Linked DNA regions of Zea mays: region 1 is linked to region 2. The links are chromatin contacts, called in public Hi-C maps. All regions are on one chromosome and are shown on one strand. Each heading gives the region's core, a stretch centred on a gene start, on an enhancer-like site or on the middle of the called end of the contact. The rest is flanking DNA. Distances are from core to core; before and after follow the strand shown. Region 1 holds the start of LOC103644745 (chaperone protein ClpC1, chloroplastic). Region 2 holds the start of LOC100194066.

Region 1 (4,626 bases), core at 1,059-3,558, 180 kb before region 2:
AATCGTTGGGTGACTTGGGACACCTCATCCGGCTGCACGCCTGCACGTATATGCGCTCCATTTTGCGGTTGCAGGGAGGTCCGAGGGTTTCTCGAGAATTCTGACTGTATCTCGAACAGTTCTACGCCGACCATTTTCCGTGCACCTCCGATCCAGGTCGTTCCTGCCAGTGCCAAGCGTTCGGTGGGTTTTGCGTGCCACATGGTTGTACGTTCATCAGTGTTTATTAATCAGTAATAATATCAAGTGTGTACTCCTACGCAATTAGTACTATCTGTCTCTGTCTCCATATCGGCAGCTCTGGGCTTTGGCTCTGATTTTTCTTCTCCTCGTACTCTTGAAGAAACTCTATATACAAGCTTTTGCCATCCACATCAGAATGTTGGTCATTCTCTAGAACCATCTTAAGTTGAGTACAAGTAAACATAAAACTCTTGTCATCTAAAGAACACAAATTATGTGTAATAAATAAAAAATCTAAACATTTTCTTGTATCGTTGTTTAAACCTTGTAGTCAATAAGGAAACAGCTTGATCAATAATGGGTAAAATAATTATCCAAACTTTATAGCCAAAAAATTGTGCCTAAAAATTTGGGCCCCCAAAATTTAGAGGCCATGTGCGGTCGGTCCTCTTGCCTCGTGCAAGGGATGGCCCTAGGCATTTGCATTAAATTGGTTTTTTAAATATAAGTAAGGCCTAAGCACCGGGGACTGGAGGCCTATTTCTTTTTTCTAATCTCTACTACTACTTAAGTATCTACTGTAGGCGTGCACAGTGGTGCACGTTCTGCCACAGCGATGGCGCACCCGGCCGCGGCGGCATCCCGCCCGCAGCCTTCCTTCAATGGCGCACCCCACCCGCGACCTTCCTTTAATGGCGCACCAATCACCCCGCCCGCGGCCTTCCTTCAATAGCGCACCAATCATCCCGCCCGCGGCCACTAATCAACGCCGCATCCCGCCCGAGGCCTTCCTTCAATGGCGCGTGGAAGGTCGTCTGTTATTAATTGGTGCGACCACGGACGACACCATGGCTCCGCCCGACGCCCCTCTCCCCGCAACTCGCAAGCCCGATATTGTCGGCGTTCTCGCACCCACCGATTTGGCCTGCCTCCCCCAGGATTGCCGGCGTTCTCCCCCCTCCCCGTCGCGCCGCGCGATGCCAGCCGTGATTCCCGCGTCCGCCCGCCCCACATCTACAAACTTGCTCTGCAGATGTCCTCCCGCCCATCGTCATCCATCCCCTGCCGCCGCCACGGACGACCTTCCTCGGCCGCCACAAGGGGGCTTCTGTAAGCGAGCGTGCAGGGGGAGCTATAGGCGAGCGCGCAGGGGGACCCGCACACGACGACGCCCGCGAGGATGCTGGAGGACGTCATCGCCGTCGCGCTCAACATTAGGGCCTCCGACGCGCTCTTTTTGGCCTAGAAACGGAGGAGGCGATGCGGCGCCGTCTCGCCCGTCAGCCGGTGGCCGCACCAATGAGTTCCACGCCGCCACGCTGCACCTTCCTCGTCGTCGGTGTCCTCCTCGAACCTGGTCCGATCCCTTCCCCTCCCCTCTTCTCCCTCCCTCCCACCATCCCAGCTCTTGTCTCTTCATGGTGTTCTTTCCGCAGTTGTTCGATCGAAATTCGACCTGAAAACGGGCACAAGAGATGTCCGTAACACGGGTGGACTTGAGCTGAGAACAAGAAGCGAAGCAACTCGCTGGATCTCATTCTCGAACGCCAATCCCCCAGTCCCCTCCTCCGTCTGCTGGCCAGACCAGACCTGCTCTGCTCTGCTCTTTTTCCTCCATAAGCAACATGGAGAAATGGCCTGTCACTGCCTCCCAACTCTCTAACAGCGATCTCTCGCCTGGGCACTAATTAGTGCTTAGGCTAATGTATGATCGGAGGATCCCCGACAAACACGCTGGCCTAATGCTCTCCCATCCCAAGTGATCCTCCGAGAACTAGCTGGTGCGAAGGCAGGATGTGTTGTCTGCCTCTGTGACCCCCAGTCGCTATTGTTTTGTTTTGTGGGTGGTTACTGTTACCTGCTTCTGAAACAAGCAACCCACTGCAGTGAGCAAAGGAAGAAAGAAAGGTGTGGTGTGTGCCCGTTTTCAGGTCGGTCGTGACTTTGGTTATCCATTGAAAAGATATGCTTGGTGGTTGTGCTGAAGAACAAGTATCCCACGGAACCACAACCGTTTGTATTATCTGGTGATTTCCTGCATTATTAGCTGGCCTAACTAAACCATGCGCTCAGACCCTAAACCAGCTGTAAGTCTGTAACTGAAAAGCACAGTGCACTAGCGGAATGGGGTTCCTTGCTTTTTGGAGCGTTTCCCCAGTCGGATCGGCGGCAGAGCAGGTCACGTGGACGGGGCTCCTTGTTGCTGGAACTAAATACCGTGGAGAGTTTGAAGTGAGACTAAAGAAACTTATGGAGGAAATTAAGCAAAATGAAGACATTATTCTCTTTATTGATTAAGTGCACACACTGATTGGAGCAGGTGCAGCAGAAGGTGCAATTGATGCTGCTAATATTTTGAAGCCAGCGTTTTGTAATTTTCCCAAAATAACCACATTGCTGGTGATTTTATCTGTGTAGTGCACTGGTGCCACAACACTGGATGGGTATAGGAAGCATATAGAGAAAGATCCTGCCTTGGAAAGAAGGTTTCAACCAGTTAAGGTTCCAGAGCCTACTGTGGATGAAACAATACAGATCTTAAGAGGACTTCATGAGAGATATGAACTTCATCACAAACTGAGATACACAGATGATGCTTTAATTGCTGCTGCACAACTGTCTTATCAGTATATCAGGTTTGCAAATCACCAAGTTTTTAAGTAGTATGTTATATATCTACTTAAATTTTACCTTTTTAAGAAGTCACATGAACTTGGCAATGGTTTTGTTATACATTTTTATTGATAATATGTTACCAAAATGCTAATTTGAATTATCAGTTTGGATTTTGAGCAACTTATATTTGCCACCTTCAGTATCAATGTACATTTTTTGAGCCACTCAAATATTATGATTAATTGATTATATCTGAACAAAGAGGGATGGATGGTGGGTAGTTTAGTTTTATTAGAAAATAGTGTATCCTTTGTTACTTTCTAAAGAAATGTCATTTGTTTTTTTATCAAGCAGGCCAATCATTTGGTTGTGATATAAATGGGAATTTATATTGCTTTTATTTCTTTCAGCGATCGTTTTCTGCCTGACAAAGCCATTGACTTGATTGATGAAGCTGGATCTCGTGTTAGGCTGAGGCATGCGCAGGTATTAAGCGATGATTTTTCAGACTACAAACATTTGCTGCATTGTTCCTGCTGATTTTGAGCATTAGTGTTACAGCTCCCTGATGAAGCCAAAGAGCTGGACAAAGAGCTGCGGCAGATAAGCAAGCAGAAAAATAAGGCTGTACGTGGCCAAGATTTTGAGAAGGTATACTATTGTTTGGCACACCGCCGATCCGCTCCCACCTCTCTAGCTACGTCGATCTGGTTAATACCAAGCATTATGTTGTTTCCTTTTGAGATAAATATTTTGTTACTGATTTTACCTTTTGTCTCCTCTTCTTGTTTTTTGCTCTAGAATCTGTAGCAAATGGCTAACGATGAGGACATCCATCACTTGTTTATGACAATAGAACTGATATGTTCAAGATTCCGTAGCAACGCACGGGCACCCAACTAGTTCTCCACATATGGGAATAACAGGGCGACCATAATTCATGACGAGTCGTCAATGTCCACTGCCTCAGCTAAAAGAAGTTTATCAAAGATGAACTTATTGAAAAACTATTAAAATCAACTATGTGGCATGAAAGATTAAATTGTATAGCTACATGTTATATGGACAAGGGTATATTGAAAAATGTGGATCTAAACATTGTCCTCACATATTTTGCTTCAATAAATATTCGAGTGAGTTATTTATTTTGAGAGACATTAGAGCTATATGTAACCTAAAGTTGCAATTAAGAATACTCTGAATTTATGGTCCCTTAATATGATTGTAATTGTCTCTGCGGTCATACGAGGCACAAGCGGAGAGGATGGAGACGTGATAGGTTTGCCTCTTCATCTCCAAGGGTTAATCGGCCCAATGCATCAGGTCACTCTCTGTCTCTACGATGTGTTGTTCGTCTCTGGTTGTCATTACAAATAATATAGTTTTTTAAATAGTTAAACTTTTAGAATTTAATGAAATATGCACAAAATATACTAAGGCTTCGTTTGGGAACACCAACACCGGCCGGTTTCGGCGGGACGGGCGGGCCACGGACAAAAAAAACATGCCCTCGCTGTCTACGCGTTTGGAAGCGCTGCATGTAGGTTTCCTTACCCCGCGCACCACCGGTTTGGACAGGGATAGGGCTCCACTCATTAGACCATCGGTTTTGTGTGCCCCCCACAGCCCCACGCCTATCTCTTTCTCGTCCTCACCAAACAGTTTCCATTGGTGCACAAGCCAAACAGTTTCCAAATAGCCACAGATAGAGATGGCAACGGGTACAAACCCGCTGGGTTTTGCCGTCCCAAACCCGTACCCGTGAAAAATATCTATGCCCATTAAAAAACCCGTACCCATGACGGGTTTGAGATTTTGCCCAAACCC
Region 2 (4,836 bases), core at 187-2,686:
GGTGTACTTGACGTCGGAGGGCAGGGCGTAGCGCTGCATCCAGCCGTAGTGCGGGCGCATCAGTAAGACGAACCCGAGGAGGAAGCCGGTGAGGAACCCTCCGATGTGCGCGAAGTTGTCGACGTGCGGGAGGATGCCGATGGCGAGGTTGATGGCGATGACGACCAGCAGGGTCACCAGGGCTGCAGCCTGCAGATTGGACGTTACAACTTCAGTGAGCTGCGATTTAATTCCCAACCCACATTTTCTGCCCAAAGATCCACATTGCGATGTTTAGGACCGAGGAGGGAAGCTATGCATCACCTTGTTTGCATAGATGGTCCAGTTGGTGAAGAGCTCCGACAGCATGGCCCCAAGGAGCCCGAACAGAGCTCCGGAAGCGCCGACAGAGATGTTGTTCCTGATGAACAGAGACGAAAGCACGCTGCCTCCGACGCCAGAGACAAGGTAGATGATGCCAACTCTCACTGCAACGAAAACGGGAACGCACATCCAGATCAGATAAAGCCCTCCTAGTACATGATCCGGCCATACTGGGTGGGGATGAGTAGGTTAATAAGTTCCTACAGCTAGCTGCGCATTACCGTATCCAAACTGTTGCTCCAGTCTGAGCCCGATGAGCACGAGGCTGATCATGTTGGCCAGGAGGTGGGCAACACCGGCGTGCAGCCAGATGCAGGTGACGAGCCTCCACCCCTGGTGCTCCCGCACAACTTTGTCCCATACAAGCGCTCCCAGCTTCTGCAGCCTGCGGGGAAGAAGGTGGCGGTGGTCTGATATGAGAAATCGTACACATGGCATGCGAACAATTTCGAGTAGCGTTTACTGTGGGAAAAATAAACTTGTAATCCTTGAATGGAAGAACAATCAGAGATACTAGGGCGGAGTCGGTTATGGAATCTTTTTTCTCTATCTATGTGATACCGACCGATCTAACGGAGAAGATGCGCAACACTGATAACTGAAGAAAAGGCAGGAAACGGATCTAGGGGGCCTTGAGCACTCACGTGGCCGACGAGGGCCCGAGGAGCGGGTTCTCGCTGAGCGGCTGGAACGAGAAGCGGTGGAGGAACCCGCGGGCGACGCATGATCCGGCGCCGCCGCGGCGAGACGAGGCGGCGTGGGCCGGGCAGTTGTTGACGTACATCGCCACGGCGAAGAGCACGATGTTGACGGCCACGACGAGCGGCACCAACCACGGCACCCACTCCCTCTCCCCGTCGCGCTGCGGGTACAGGTGGCCCGGCGGCGGCGGCGAAGGCTTCCCATCCCCGTTATTCCTCCCGCCCTTCTCCACGTCGTAGCGCGCGGCGGCCATGGTGACGGTGGTGGTCGTAGCGCGCGGTGGGTTTGCGTGCGGTGTGGTATGCTGAAGCGGCTGAGACGAGGCTGGTGGTGTTGTGGACTTGAGGTGTGGTGTAGTGGTGGAGACGTCGTGCAAGGGGAGGCTGGAGGGGAGGGGAGGCGTGCAAGTATATAAACGGCCGCACTTGGCGGATGCCGGTGGGCGGCGTTCGGACTTCGGCTTCTCGGCAGTTACGTGCGTTGTCTCCGGCGCGTTTTGTGGGTGTGCAACTGTGCGAGCTGGCACCTGGCAGGGAGGCGGAAGGTCAGGGGGCGAGCTGGCCGTGACCCAACTTGTCGGCGCGACACGGCTTCACGGCTCGGGCAGGCACGCCGCACGCGGCACCGGAACCGACTCTATTACTCCGCGCTTGTACGTACGCTCATAGCGACGCATGAGTTGCGCCCTGACCCGGTTAAATGCGGAGCGACATACAGGCACAGTTAAATGTGGAGTATAATTATTAATGCACAAGTAATAGACGTAAATCATTTCTTCTATTAAATTGTGATCTATTATTACCTGTCAACCATAAATAAACGTGGAAATGCTTGGGCCAACAGATCCATGAATTTTTATATTGCATCTTAGATAATCTAAAACTTCGCACCTAAATTCAGGAAGTTTAAACTCCATCCCTTCTTAAATAAATAAGGCCATTCACTTTTTTTTAAAAAAAACTTTGACACTCGTTTTATTTAAAATATTTATTCAAAAATGTAAAATTTTAAATCATGCTCAGAAACCTTAAGTGATAAAATAAATCATAACAAAATAAATGATAATTCACAATTTTTTCGAATAAGACGAGTAGTCAAAGTTTTAAAAAAAAACAGTTAACGGCGTCATATATTTAAGAAGGGGGTAGTATTAGTCTATTCCAATTTCACCCTAACATCCAAAACTCTGTACATCTAAAATGAGATTTTTGTGATTCGAAACTTTGGACACACCTGGTTCTAGGACTTTATAGTTACTATCATATTTCAAAAAAAATGTACCATACAAAACTTTATAATCACATTTAAACTGCTTCAAAACATAGGCACTGTGGACCTACTTTTATAGATCTCAACATAATGAACACACAATGGTACAAACAGAACCCAAAATAAACGCTTACTTTAAAAAGGTATTGCATTTTAAATAGATAAATAACTTTATAAAATGGGGGACGTGCTTTTCATTTGCGGTCACACGAAAAAGTGGATATAATTTTATTTGGAAACGAAACGCACGTTAATAACTACTATCACATGGTCCCGGGACGCGCTTGCAAGCTGTGCTGTGCACTGTACTGGCGCGACCCATGTGTAAGTGTGACGGACACAGTTGTCACGGCCGCACGCTCCCGTCCGATCCGTGCATATTATTGTGTGCGTCGGATTCGGATGCCGGCGCGGTGCGAGACTGCGTTCGGCCTAGCCTACCTACCCCGCTACCCGTACCGAGCCACGCCAGACGGAGACGGCAGACGCCACGCAGCGGGACGGGAAGGCAGGAAGGAGGGGGCAAAGGAGCAGAGAAACAGAAGTGGCCCTCCTTGGCGCGTTGTTTCCGCGGCACGGGCACGGCGGCCCAGCTTGTTTTCGTGGTGGCCTAAACGGCAAGGCGGATGCGCACGACGACGACGACCCGAGCCAAGCAGGGGATGGCCTACAACGTCCCTCCGAGTCTGGGGACACATCAGCGTCTATCAGAAAAATCCTCTCAGTGCCATCAAAATCTAAACCGAACCGCCTATACACCATCAAAAATTATAAATTACAATACCATCACAAATTATAAGTTCTAGCTGACCCGGTCCGTATTTATTTTGAGCCGTGTCGGGCCTAGCCCTCAGCCTATACCCTGACAGTTAATTACTTAAACGTGTCAGTCTTATTTCGAGCGGATCGAAATTATAAAATACCTGAAATCCAATTTTTAACCCAAAATTCAATTTCTGGGTCCGCAAATCAATTTCTAGCCTAAAATTCGTATTAGAGCCCAAAATTTAAAGCAAATTTAATAAAAAAGACATAAATTTAACAAAAGAAAACTTAATATTTCTATTAAGTTATTCGAGCTATGCAATGACCACCTTGTTAAAAAAATCCTTTTGTTAGAAGAAAAAAAGCATAACCAGGTCCATACAGAGTTCGTAGGTTCAGTTCATGGTCTAATGTTCATAACAAAAGTAAAATTGCATCACATACTCTAATTCAAAGCTGCAAAAAAAAACATCTAACTAGAATCATCTCTAACTTTGTATTCTTTATCAAGCACATGAAACCGTGGAATTAAGTGTGGTTTTAATGAATATATGAGTCTTTTTTGCCTCTATACGAGCTATTCTGTGACTGTCTTAAATGGGTCGTGCACGTGCCCGCCCGTGGCCCAAACCTAGTCTAGCACTAAAATTTTTCGAATCGTCTGGGTTGTATTTTTCCCGTGCTTTAGGTCAGTCCATCAGGCCCGTACCTATAAGCGATGCTTTGAAACCAGATTTCAGTGTTCCTATTGAAGACTATTGCACGACATTGGATGAGCGTGCGACTTTAGTTCGATGTGGAAGGACCCGCTCCTTTGTTTCCCGGCAATACGCATATTGGTGTACATTTGGCCCCGCTCGATCTGGCTCGATCCAAGTCTGAAAAGATTCGACACGTTTGAATTTTTGGTTCAGCACGGTTCGTAATTATTATGGGTCGTGCCGAATCAGTCATGGGCTTAGTCCTTGGTCTATGGCCTGGCATGTGGATGCTTAAACGTACCAAACTTATTTTGGGAGGACCAAAATTACAATATATTTGAAAATCAATTCTAGCCTGGAATTCACATCAAAGCCCAAAATTAAAACAAATTTAATACAAAATAATTAAAGATAAGGCAACAAATTTGACCAAAAGAAAACTTAATGTTTCTATTAAGTTGCTAGAGCTGTGCAATGACTGCATCGTTAAAAAAACCTTCTACCAATCTATACTACTATATTAAGGCTGCAAGGGTAGCCTGCCTTCCCTTGTTCTGCCTTCTGTAAATCTGAACCGTCTGTCCTGTTGCTGCTACCTGGATCGTCATCCTATGACCCTACCCCGCCCGCGTGCGTCGCCCCCAGATCCCCCTCGCTCGTCTCCCCCTCCGCGTGAGCCACAGTCGTCCGTGCCCACGCTAACCGCACACCGTGGCCGCACCTTCCCCGCAAGACAGTCGGCTTCCTCCCTAACCCCACACAGTCGTCGAACAGGAAAAAGAATAGCCTCCCCTCCCGAAACCTTCGCCTCGGTGTCAGTTGCTTCTCCTTCGTGCTCGGCACCGAACAAGTAAAAGCGGCGTCGGCTGGGGCTTGGTCGGCGGGGGGATGCAACTGGGTGTGGATGAAGCCTGTGTGGAAGGCGGCGATCTCGGGAAGGGGCAAATCGTGACGCAGCAACAGCTCCGTCCCTCCCCTCCCTGCCGTCGTCCCAAGGTCGACCACGGTCGCACCCCAACCGTCTCCACGCGCGCAG

The links. Hi-C and Micro-C count contacts between places; a contact is called where the count stands out from the background.
Region 1: a contact with region 2 is called in a Hi-C map of ear, with 3 times the contacts expected there. The contact joins the promoter of LOC103644745 here to the promoter of LOC100194066 in region 2. A contact is called at or near these places in 4 of 25 Hi-C or Micro-C datasets (bundle sheath, ear, endosperm and 1 more).

Annotation. Positions count from the first base shown.
Region 1 is chr1:81,285,076-81,289,701 of Zm-B73-REFERENCE-NAM-5.0, reverse strand. It overlaps LOC103644745 (chaperone protein ClpC1, chloroplastic), which reads left to right and starts at 2,308. Exons shown (of 5, transcript XM_008667903.1): 1 at 2,308-2,415; 2 at 2,504-2,515; 3 at 2,602-2,819; 4 at 3,210-3,285; 5 at 3,361-3,950. The coding sequence starts at 2,308. The coding sequence ends at 3,600.
Region 2 is chr1:81,099,541-81,104,376 of Zm-B73-REFERENCE-NAM-5.0, reverse strand. It overlaps LOC100194066, which reads right to left and starts at 1,436. Exons shown (of 5, transcript NM_001358900.1): 1 at 1,008-1,436; 2 at 585-748; 3 at 304-467; 4 at 1-189. The coding sequence starts at 1,318.